2 separate regions of the Rattus norvegicus genome follow, and region 1 is linked to region 2. A link is a contact called in public Hi-C data. All regions are on one chromosome and are shown on one strand. Each heading gives the region's core, a stretch centred on a gene start, on an enhancer-like site or on the middle of the called end of the contact. The rest is flanking DNA. Distances are from core to core; before and after follow the strand shown. Region 1 has its middle 200 kb from the start of Nuf2. Region 2 has its middle 240 kb from the start of Lmx1a.

Region 1 (5,983 bases), core at 3,196-5,695, 1.5 Mb after region 2:
GTTTCTCTTAGTAGCTACAAATTTGACTGGCTTTAAAAACAAATCTTTCTACCAGTTGTGAGGTACTAAAAGCTCAGCTCTAAAAGATCATTTATGGAAAATAAATATCAAAACTCTGAGAATGAGACATAGAAAAGTACTGTGCTAGAGATGTCCAACTATATTACGGTTTATGAAGTATCCATTGTTAAGGGTGCTATATTAAATATTTCCCATATGTACGCAATTTGTCACTTCATCCACTCTGAGATAAGGAGGCATATTTAAATCCACTTTATACACAATAAATAAGGAAATGGTGAGGTCTGATCCTTTAAGCAAGGTCACATAACAAATGGATGACAGAATTAGGATTTAAGGTAAAATAAGCCTGACCCAGAAAAGTGTCACTTGAGGAAGAAGAACATTTTCCTCTGAATTCAGAAATGCCGCCTTTGAGTCCTCATTTATCTGATCTGATTAGCCTGACTTGTATTTTAACTGCACTGACCTGCATTCCTCATGATGCAGCTGACTTAAATCTTGCCTGATATGAGGGTGATAGGAAAACCCACATGACAGGAGGTGATGTGCTAAAAGAATTAACACAGCACTTAAAACCTAATAACAGCCAATAAGTATTAGTTAACATAATGATTATGTCCTGCCACAAGGCCTCTTTTCTCCCCAATAGCATACATTGACATCTAAGCTGAGGTCATTCTAGACACACACACACACACACACACACACACACACACACACACACACACACACACACATTCTAAGTTTATACCAGCTGTATATTGTTGACATGTGTTCTACCTGTAAGTCTAACTCCCAATCCCCAGCCTAGCAAAACCTCGTCTTTATCTTCTTTCTCAGGCTAAAGTTATCAGAATTGTATATCACTAGCCTGAGACTCTGGGGTCCCCATCAATTTACCCCACAGTCCAAGAGGCTCACTTCCTCTGATGCCCACAAATACACCTTAATTTCAATGGCAGCCATCTCTCCTCAGATTTGTATTTCAACATGCCTCCTGAATTCCTGTTATGACTTATACTGGTTTACTTTCGGCACTGCCCCTATGGTCTTTTATTAAAGCACACATATAATCCTTCTACTTAAAATATTACATTGCTTTACCAACATTTTCAAATTGCTTTATCCAAATTGCTTTTTAAAAAAAAATTATTGACTTTAAAAATTTTTGTATAGCCCCTCCCTCAGCTCCTTCTAGAACTTTCCCCTCTCCTTACTCATGTTATTCTCTCTCTCCCTCTGAATTTCTTACTATATACATAAGGTTCCTCTTGAACTGGCTTTGGCCTACCTTTCCAGCCTCAATCCCCCTCTTTATTCATTCTATTCTGTTCACGTCAAAGTGTTCTTCTCAGTTATTTTAGGTACTCATGACCTTACCTCACTCTTGAGAGCACTTTCTGTTTCAGCTCTTGGCTTCATAGCTACTGTTCCCAGGATCGGAATTGCCTCTGCTTCTCAGCGAGCTAACTCCCCACACCAACACTTGCTGAGTTTGCAATAAGTGCTAGCTAAACACATATCTGCTTGCATAAACAGATGAAAAATTGCTGGGAGATGCTCACAAAAGGTTTATATGGAAGGTGGGGCTTTTAAGAACAACCTGAGTCCAACATAATGGGCAGTAGAGCTGAAGAAGTTTGGCTTCAAGGAAAATAGGCCAAGGGAAAGGAGAGGGATTTCTAAGAAGACCCTGATATAAATCACTATGAGTCTGTTCCAGCCAGGTCCCTGGGCTTGCACCCAAGTTCTAATAGAAAGGAGCCACCAATATTAAAGGGATTAATTTTTTTAAATAGAAACCTGTGGGGCCCTACCTTAAATACCTAAATAGAACCACCTTAAGATCTTCATTAGAGAAACGGTATGGGACACTCTGAGAATTGGGCTCAGAGGACAACATAAGGCATCAGTGCCCTAACTGGGCCTTAATCCTCACAGTATAAACAATAAGTATGTAGTGTTTTTATGGAGTCTTGTAGTGGTGCTGGTGATAGAGTAGTTTATGGTAGGTATCAACATTATTGATAGTACTCACAGTCAGATACACAAACAGGGACTACCAATGATTTTGAAAACCACTGATACATAGACAAGAAGTATTTTTAAAAAACAAGTGGGAAACAAGTGTTTCCTGCTCACAGAGCACATTTGGAAACCTAAGCACTCCAGAATGTGTTAGGTGGCGCTTAAAGAGTCTAGAGTCCTATGGAAGGGTAGAACTTATTAGAGAGAGACTTCATCTATTTTCTTTAAATTGATGTGATCTGGGAAGAGTAGTCTTCAGTGGCAATGAGGCCAAAGTGCGTGTAAGGTTTAGGGAGGATTTAAACTGAAAATGTAAAAAAGTAAGGAGTGTAATGGGATGCTAAGGGAAGAAGATGCTGGAACGAAGGCTAAGGCTACAGCACAGAGTGGAGAAAGGCTTGTCCAGCATGCACACATCCTGGGTCGCATCTCCTTCGCCAGAACAAAAGCAACTAAAAAGTTCCAGAATAGCTTGTCATGGAACAAAAGAGAAAAAAAAATCCCTTTAGGAAAATGTATTGAGGTTCCATATAAAACAAAGATTTCCCTCATCTGGAAATGCATCGTCTTATTAATAATCTTCAATATGAAAATCACGACCATGTGATCATGAAATAGAAAGGAAAAAGGTAATTCTAGTATATATACCTGTGATGACTGAAAGCACATTGTTAACAAACTGTAAACTAAACAGTGTGAATACATATATGTATGAATATGTGTATATATGTTCGTATAGATATGGCATATGTGCATGTAGTCGGAGTACTTATAAGACATGTCCCCGTGAAGGCGAATGGTGATAGCTAATTTACTGAGCAAACACCATGTGTTGGCACTGTAGTAAGATCACTATGTAGAGAAATTTTGATTCTTGAAGCATCCATTTTTATCTTCATTTAATCAATACAGTGTGGGTCGCTAAACAGCTTAACAGGAGCTTCAGATTAAGGAAGTGAGGACGCGAGCCCTGGGATCAGGCAGTAAAGACTAAGATTGCCCTGGATGCTGCAGCTACAGGAGACAAGCCAGCAAGTTTAGGGTTGCCCTGTCAGAACCTGTTAGTCCAGGAATCTTGTTTTCCATCCTTCCCTACCCTTTGCATATTCTGGAACTTGGGTCCTGAGATCTGAATGGACTTCAATCATCATCTCTTTAAAACTGAGTTAGTCCTGGGCTATTTTTTCCCACCATGCTTCAGGGATTCTGTTTGGCTACTTGTTAACTGCTCTGAGATTTGTGACAGAAAGCCTTCTACAAAGATGGCAAGAGGGAAGTGGGTAGCACACTCTTGGATCTCTGCACTTGGGAGGCAAATACTGGAAGAGCTGATGTTGAAAGTCAGATATGGTTAGAGAGAAAGTTCAAGGACAGCCCAGGCTACCTATGACCTTGTCTCAAGAAAGAAAAAGAAAAGTTTCCGCCCCATAGAAACTAGCCTAGATGGCTTAATGGCTGCCACCATTGAATGTGATATAGTCTATTAGATTAGTAAATCTTCTTAAAATGTATCTTACCTGAGTGTTGTGGTAAAAATATACAAAATATAACACTGTCTTTTATCCTCCACTAAGTCCGGCACTGCAGTGCCCCAAGATATCTGCTAGGTATCTTAAGTCTCAGTCAGCAAAGCCTCTCACCCGCTTTGCTTCATCCCATATCACACTTCTGTAGGCCTCTCTCTGAGCCTGGCAGCAATCTCTCTGCCTATCCAATTTCCAAGGTAGGTTTCCATGCCAGAAATACACATCCCAATTCCTTGGTGGCCCATTGTCTCTAGCCACCGCATACTTTCTTACACTTAAATCACTACATGAAAGAACACACAACACAATAACCTCTGATCCAATTGATAAGATATAATTCCCCACCTAAACATACAAAGCCCTGTACACAGCCATCCCTTAAGTACATTTATAACAACCTGTAAAGGTACAGCGAGGAATCTTAACGTCAGCCTCCATATTGTCCCGCCACGGCTCTCTCCGTCCTTTCTTCTCTTCCGTTCCTGTCTCCTCCTCTTCCTTCAAACTTTTCTCCCGCCCACTCTTCCCTCTTGTCCAATAACAGGCCTCATTCTATCTTGTACCTGCCTCACCTGTGACATCATCCCACACCTGTGCACACGATAAACATTGATAATACTTGTTGGTAAGTAAGAAAAGTTATATGAGCCAATTTTCTTTGTGACCAGCCTTTAATATTTTACTTCTATCCTCAACTTATTATTGCTTATCTCACATCAAGTCTGTCTATTCACAAAGACTAGGGTAAGCTATATGAAGTTATGTGGACGGAATAGTGTCCATGAAGACTAGGATAGGCTTTATGAAGTTATGTGGGACAATCGAGTGCTTAGTGGGTACAAGAGACCTTCTCACATTACAGCTATGTGCAAATGTAGTTGAGGCTTCTATTCCTGTCCCTCGAGAAACAAACCCAAGCTGAGTTTGATATGATACAGCATGTCCCTGCCAAATACTTTTGCTCATCAGCAATATGCAGAGACTGGGCTCAGCCTGGTTTCCACCTATGCTATGGTAAGTCTCCATTAATTGATCACACTACCTATGCCTCAAGTCACACACTGTGGAAAATATAGTGTGTAACTGATCACCAGAAGATGATGTAAATACTCCTCATTGAGGTTGGAATGGAGATGTTTACACAGAAAGCTTAGAAGTGGCTTAGCCAAAATACAGCAAAGACGAAAGGAAGATAGAGAGGTAGTGAGCTGGACCAGAAAGACCTTGGCAAACTCATCCTGGATCACTGACGTTTTACGTCTCCAGATAGGAAGTGCTCAGCACATGTTTGTCAACTAAGTGGAGTGCATGTGCACTTTTTGGCTCACAGAACACTTTCCCGAGCATTACCTCAGATGCTCCACAATAACCTTGCAAAGTGGACAGGGTCCCACGACTGCATATTCGCGGGGTAGTGTGTATGTTCTGACACAGCTATAGACTGTATCATGTTGAAATGGGGTGAAACATGCCTATTTCCTGGAATCTTGGTCATGATTTTTACGCACTATCTTCATCCTCAATCACCTGCTGGGGACAACATTCTACAGATTCTTGCTTCCTTTTACCACAATTGAACATCGATTGGCCAAACTTTGCCTATCCCTCCCTCCCTTCCTCTCCTCAGCCTTGGATAACTACTATTCTACTCCCAGCCTCTAAGATATTACCTTTATTATATTCTGCATACAGATGAGATCATACAGTGCTGGTGGGCACTTTTAACCCCATTTTCCAGAACCAAAAAACTAAGCCTTGAAGCACTTGAGTGACTTTTTTTTTTAACCAAGGTCACAAACCTAGTTAATAGCAACACTGCGTCTCATGCAGTGGCTCTGAACCCTAAACCCTGTGTTCTTTTCAAGGCTTCATTCAAGCCTCGTAATTCTAAAATACAGTCCTAAAATAACACAAAAGCCTCGGCCAGCCTCCTTCTCTATTCCCTTGACCTCATTAAAGCTTTAAATGGAACTTGTCCTCTCAAACTTAGGGTGCAACATCAAATCTTTAGAGTTTCTGGGGCGCGTAGCAACAGCCTGCTTTAATCTAATAACTGGCTGGAGTGGAACCACAGAAAGAACATTTAAAGAAGGCAAATTGTTATTTTTCAAAAACCAAGCCATTCCCCGACTAAAAGGTTCAGAGCTTTTTCCCTTTCCAAGAAAATATTTATTCCTCTAAAAGATTTCTTCCCGTTAACAATATTTTTACAGCCTTTGTGATACTTTTACAACATTTTAGATGCAACCTAAATACTATATATTTCGAGAATGGAACCATTACATTAAGAACACTGCATATGTTTAAAAGTGTCTTTTATGGGGTTTATTAAAAGAAGCCATAAATTTCTGAGAAAGGTTTAAGCCATATTACATTGATCTTACTTCTAATTTAAACAAAATGTA
Region 2 (6,780 bases), core at 1,914-4,413:
GTTGTCAAACGCCACACTGCCCTGGGAGGAAATCTAACCCAAGGACTTAGGAAGGCTATGCCCATCACAGGCCCAGACTACTGCTTAGCTCATTAAGTACAACTTTTACATTTTTCCAGGAGATGGTGTCTATGGTGGGGATGACTGGAAATCAATATTTGTTTCCTGTTAATGGGGGTTGAAAACAGATAATTGGTTATTTCCCCCTCCCCTTGATTTTCCAAAAACCTTCCTTTACATAGAGTCCTTTAGTAAAATGGACAAACTCCAAACTTTAAAGGGAAGAGCATTCATTATGTAGCTAACCGAAACTGAGGAGTAGAGGATAAAAATGGGAGAAGGCAGAGGGGACAGAGGTAGCAGAGAGCCTGCTGGAATGCTCCGATACCGCACAGCCACCGCCTCCTTCTCAGGGTAAGAGAAACAGAGCTAGAAGGTCAGCTGGCCAGACGTGGTGGACTGACCACCCTGCCTTCTTGGACAGGCAAGGGTAAGCTCGCTCCACTGTCCTACCCACAATGCCTCCTCATACATGCTGCCGCTGCTCTTCCAGTACTGCCCAGCCTCTGTCTTGCTGGGCTGGTGTCACTGCTCTCTCTGTGCCTGGAATAGCTTGGTCATTGCCTCTCTGATGGATCACAGTCTCGATAAAGTCAGGGATATATTAGTCCATCACGCACTAGAGGCTGGGTGTTCGGTAAGCAGTAACTTTCTGCTTCCTTTAATTCTGTCCACCTGTCCCATGGGCTACTCAATAGGCATCAGGATGCTCTTCTACTGTTGTGCTGACACTGTCCTTTGTACCTTGATGTGTCACTCCTGCCCACCCTGCACTGTCCAAATATGTACTAGCGAACCGAGACAAAGGTGCACCCTTAACCAAGAAGGGTACATCTGTTGGTCTATCCTTTGATGGACAGCCACAAAGAGTGGATGGATTCCTCTCTATATAGTGGGGATGTCAGAATGTTTGGACCCAAGAGAGATATGGAAGAGGATGAATCTTCCTCTCCTCACCTTTAGTTCCCTGGTTCAAGGACAGGAACCATACACTGTCCTGGCCACTCTGGGAAAGGCCATGCCGCCTGCTGGTGGAGCTAGTCTGTCTCCCACCCTTGTCTGAGCTCACACGTGGAGCTAGTCCCAGCAATACATCCTCATCTGCTAAGGTGGCAGCCCTGCAGGGGGCTAATGAGAAGGGAGGTGTGAGGCAGGAGCCTCCACTGCACAAGTAATTATAGCCACTCAAGCTGCTGACAGGGCAGTCAGCTGTAGGGCTGCTGGCAACGGTGACTGCTGTTACCTGAGCCACAAAGTCTCTCCCTCCTAATGAGGTTATTACTAACCCACTGGCTGCTGGGACCCTCAGGCCTCTCCACTCTCTGCCTTCCTGCCTGTAGATCCGGGCTTGCCTTTCAGACCGTCTTGAGGTTTGGTCCATATAGTCAAAGGGAACAATGACACACAGTTGACACTTCTTTGCTTAGTCTTTGCTGGGTTCTGGACTGAGCAGGAGTGAGAAGACACCTGTAGCACTTTGATCCTCTGGGGGTCTCCCTCCATGACTTCTTACCTGGGTTGGAATGTGTCCTCCCTACCAGTTTTCAGCTTCAGTGTCTGGTGTGAGTTCCCCCTACCTATGCTGTAACACACTGCCTTCAATGATAGTTGCTTCAGCCTGATCCTATAAAAGTTATTGAATGAGGGAGCAAGGGTGGTGGTGTTGTGGTGTGGTGTGGGGGTAGGGGTGGGAGGGATAAAGTACTTGGCAGTAGGGTACTTCTCATGCAGGTATGCATACTTGAAATCAAGCCCCCCACACCCAAACAAAAAGACTAAGGCAGATAGATCCCTGAGACTGTCTGGATAGCTCGACATCATAATTGATAAAGCCCAGGTCCCAGTGAGTGACCCTGTCTCAAAATGCAGGGAGAATAGAAGCTGCAGCTGACTTCCAGCCTACACATGCCCACCTGCTTGCATACAAACAAGTTAGGAGAATGAAACCAAAGGCTCACAGAAGAGCTGTCCCCCATGCAGGTTGAAATCTCTCTCTCTCTCTCTCTCTCTCTCTCTCTCTCTCTCTCTCTCTCACACACACACACACACACACATACACAAACTCACACACACAAACTCACACACAGACACACACTCACACACTCTCTCACACACACTCACATGCACAAACTCACACACAAACTCACACACACACACACGCACAGGCAGACACACACACACACACACACACACACACACACACACACACACACCATCATTGCATTTTGCCAGCACTAGATCTCTTGGCGAGGATTTTTAGTTCTTTCCCGGGGTCAAGCTCGTTCTGGGTGTAGATACCCTCATCCTGACACTCTGGCAAATTACCCCTGTTGACATTCTTTCCCAACCCCTGCCTTCAGCCTACATCTCCAGTGCTAGAATAAACCAGGAAGCTAGTATTCCAAACGGTGTTGGTACAGTGACTTCAGTGGATGTCTCAGAGAGGATTTCTGGTTGTTTGACAATGACCGTGCTTCTTTATGCCCTCTGCAGACCTCAGAACTCCACCACAGTAATCTCCTGGCCCTGTCTGGATGACACTGGGACGAAAGAACAGGATACCAATGGCCAAAATCTTGGAACAAAGGCATGGACCCTGGCAGGAATCAGCTCTCAGCAGGCAACTCATCCTGAAGCTGCCTGGGTCCGAAGAAACGCCCTGCCGCGCTCCACCTCTCTCAACAGCTGGCCCGCGTGTCACAGCCAATTAGGCTTTGGAGGGAGTGAGAGAGAAAAGAGTGACACCGCGTATTGACCCCCGCTGTCACGGGGCAGATGTGGAGGCCAGCACGCAGCCCCCGCACGGCCATGCCGCTAATTAATCACCTTGGCCACCGAGTCGTGACAGCGCTTGGTTTGCACGATGCCAGGAGCCTGGCACCTGCAGAGAGACGCGCCCGCAGGCAGGAGGCTTTACGCCACCAGACATCCCTTTCCTCGGCTGGCGCACCAACCCAGTTTCTGGCAAGTTCTCATTGCAACTGCAGTGTTAAAAGGAAAGGCGGAACAAACTTTTCAAAGTCAGTGGTAATTATACACAGCGCAGGGTGGAGGAGCTCGTGAGCAAGCCAGGCACAGAGGGAGGTTGCTCAGACGCAGAGGGAGGAGCTAGGAGGACCTAACCAGAGGATGCTCTTTCTGCGCAAGCTTTTTCAAACAGGCAATGGGACTGTGCACCCTAAGACAGCAGCTCCCAAGACACAGAGTTGCAGTTATCTGAGCGCAAGAACAGAGTCTCTTATCTTTGGTGTCAGCTTTGGGCACCGTGTGCCCTGCCAGATGTGCATTTAGAAATAGTCAAAGAAGGAATAAGACACAGTTGGCTGTTACTATCAAGGAGCTCCTGGCCAGCTGGGGACATAGGCACATACCAGGTCATTCTTTGCACTGTGGCGTGCCAGTGTCTGGTGTGTTGGAGTCTGGGCATGGGTATAGTAAGGACTGCAAAGAGGGACAGCAACCTTTATTTCAACCGTAGGACATTCAAATGATCCTGTTTGATGGACGGGGCAAGTCTTCAGTGAATCAGACCTTATTTCTATTGAAATTAGAAATAACAGCTTTTCTCCTCCAGATAAAGTCTGGCCCCACCCATTCCCAAACTGAGTGCAGACAAGGCTGTCTGGGCCAATGGAGCAAACTGTGCATCTATGCGGGTGTAAGCTTTTTGTTTGTTCGACACTGAGACCTATCACCCACGTAGGCCTATTAGAAGGAACCTAAAGTCAGTGTGAGGAGGAGTTGAAATCGGGTGCACTGATTGTGGTGGTTTGAATATGCTTGCCCCGTAGGGAGTGTTTACTGCTAGGAGGTGTGCCTTGATGGAGGACGTGTGTCATTGTGGGGGTGGGGTTTGAGACCCTCACCCTAGCCATGTGGGAACCAGTCTTCTGTCTGCCTTTGGATCAACATGTAGAACTCTCAGCTCCTTCAGTGCCATGCCTGCCTGGATGCTGCCATGATTCCTACCATGATGATAATGAACTGAACCTCTGAACCTGTAACCCAGCCCCAATTAAATGTTGTTCTTTATAAGAGTTGCCTTGGTCATGGTGTCTGTTCACAACAATGAAAACCCTGACTAAGAGACTGATCAATGTGCAAAGAACAAGAGACTGTGGGCATTTAGCCATAAATGTGACACCCGTGTTATATCCACCTTTCCCCCTTAGGCTCAGGGAACACAGTGGAAAAGGTGGCAAAAATATGATAAGAGTCAGACATCTTCAAAGGCTGCTGCAAAATAATGTCTTTTGGAAGCAGCAAGGCCCTAGCACTCATGAGCTCTCAATGGCTGTAGTTTGTGGCACAATCCTGGTGTGAGTCCAGGACAGTCCACACCCCAGCATGAAGAGGGAAGGGCTCATGAGGCCCCATCTCCAGTTAAGGAGGTACCGGCAATTGGTGAATGCTAGTGGTGGGAGAGTCGGTTTTCTTCAGCAGTGTGGCCTGTGGTAGGTGGTTCATGTTCAAATAGATGGTGCCCCACATCCATGCACATATATGCAGCGCTAGCTGGCTCAGAGGCCGAGAAAGAGATAGAGACAGAGACACAGACGGAGACTGTGGGGGCCCTGCAAGAAGTCAGAAGGTGACTACGGCTATGCCCTAAGCACATGGCATTTGGGTATTATGTAGCAAGATAATAAATATTTTTTAAAAAGTTGCAAGTGTCCTCCTCAACTTGTTCCCCGGTGTATCTGCAGATGCCTCCTTTGGGCATAATTTTATTTTGCTAATTAACTTTCGAACGAGGAACCAAAATTAAACATTAAAATAGCAGAGCATGGTGAATTGGTCTGAAAATTGAGAGGGCCGATGATATTCGTCTGGGAAAAATAAGAAAATTGATCCCGCAAAACAACACAACAGATATTACCCCTATCCCCCAAAGTGGGCGGACGAAACCTTAGTTGATGTTGCTGCAGTCAAGCAAAATCAATCGCCTTCAGGGAGACAGCTTCTTTGGTTATGCCCGTGGCCTGCAGCCCCTACACAGCCTTCGAGATGTCTTTCTAGAGGAAAAGACTGACGATGTCTCCCCAGACCTAAGGGAAAAGGTTTCTGGTATAAAAGTCAAAGACCCCATCTTGTGGTCAAATGAAGAATTGCAGCTCCTCTGGCACAATGTCGTATGGAAACTGAGAACACAGCCAGCCCAAGAGCCCCAGAACGTCTCAGCGAGCCTTTACTTCTGGGAAAGCTTTCTGCCTCAGCCAGGCCTCCCCTCTGCTGCCCCTGCCTTCCTATCTGCGAACAAATATCCTGCACTTTCTATAAAGGCTCTCCCACGCCCTCAACCCTGTAAATCAGTGGTTCTCAACTTGTGCGTCTCGACCTTTCTCAGGGTAGTCAACTGACTCTTTGATAGGGGTGTCTAAGACCATGGGAGAATACAGATATTTTTACATTATGATTCATAACTTGAAAAATTACTGTTATGAGCTAGCAACAACAATAATTTTATGATTGAGGTACGCCACAGGTTGAAGAACTATATTAAAGGATTAAGGCATTAGGAGGCTTGAGAACCCCTTTTGTAAACTGAATTTATCCCTTTTTTTAAATCCCTCCTCCCTGCATACTCTGTCCTTAATAGGCTACAGCAGAACTCCACAGGGAAGGAAATGAAGGCACCATCTGAAGCTGTCACATATCTGATTTTTGGATTGTCATTTCCAAATGAGACTTGAGCTTCTCCTAAGGGCCTGGCAGAGAGGGCAAGGTCACTCCACAGTTCACCAAATCTCTTGGCCATCATGGCTACTGTGGTGGTTTGTATATGCTTGGCATATGCAATAAGGAGTGACCTCACTCTTAGGAGGCGTGGCCTCACTCTTAGGAGGCGTGGCCTCACTCTTAGGAGGCGTGGCCTTGCTAGAGTAGATATATCACTGTGGGCGTGGGCTTCAAGACCCTTGTCCTAGCTGTCTGGGAGACAGTCTTCTTCTGTTGGCCGTTGGAACAAGATGTAGAACTCTCGTCTCCTCCTGCACCATGCCTGCCTGGATGCTGCCATGCTCCTGACTTGATGATAACGGACTGAACTTCCAAACCTGTAAGCCAGCTCCAATTAAATGTTGTCCTTATAAGAGTTGCCTTGGTCATGATGTCTGTTCACAGCAGTAAAACCCTGACTAAGACAGCCACTGTTGCAGATTTGCTTCTGGACTAGAGTTGGGGTAAGTATATGTGACCAGCAGCCTTCTGGGCACCCTCAAGGACTGAGGAGTAGGTAAGACCAAACACACAAGGAAAACCTAGTATTTGTTAGAGATAGAAGTTACAGGGAGTATGAACTGACTGCAGGGTGTTCTCCATAGCCTAAACACTGTCACCACTTAAAATGACTTGATGGACAGATAATCACGGCTGGCATGCTGAAGAGTTTTAGTGGGACCTGGCAGCTACTTCATAATATTAGCCACTCTGATTAGTCAGAAGATAATTTTAATGTCAGAGCAATCCATCTAACAGCTCTAGGATGAGAAATAAGTACTGTTGGTCTCAATAAGGCTCCCAGGGATAGCCAGGAAGAACTTCCGGTGAACATCTGAGAAGTCTGAGATGCAGCTGTCAAAACGGTTCTCTGTACTAGAAAGGACTTGGCTGTCTACAGAGGAGTTTCTCCTTACTGTGTCCCCAGTACACCTGATAGCGTATTTGTGAGTCCAGGGGTGTCCCAGCTTCTCCAATCTGTCCTGATAAACCTGTACCCCT

Evidence for each region. Hi-C and Micro-C count contacts between places; a contact is called where the count stands out from the background.
Region 1: a contact with region 2 is called in a Hi-C map of mammary epithelial cells, with 3 times the contacts expected there. The contact joins two enhancer-like sites. A contact is called at or near these places in 5 of 12 Hi-C or Micro-C datasets (kidney, liver, mammary epithelial cells and 1 more).

Annotation. Positions count from the first base shown.
Region 1 is chr13:84,057,191-84,063,173 of GRCr8, forward strand. No RefSeq gene overlaps it. Among named protein-coding and RNA genes, the nearest start is that of Nuf2, 200 kb to the right of the region's middle. Within about 2 kb of position 4,446, at least 2 of the 93 cell types and tissues checked have an H3K27ac peak or open chromatin away from gene starts, as enhancers often do.
Region 2 is chr13:82,605,153-82,611,932 of GRCr8, forward strand. No RefSeq gene overlaps it. Among named protein-coding and RNA genes, the nearest start is that of Lmx1a, 240 kb to the left of the region's middle. Within about 2 kb of position 3,164, at least 18 of the 93 cell types and tissues checked have an H3K27ac peak or open chromatin away from gene starts, as enhancers often do.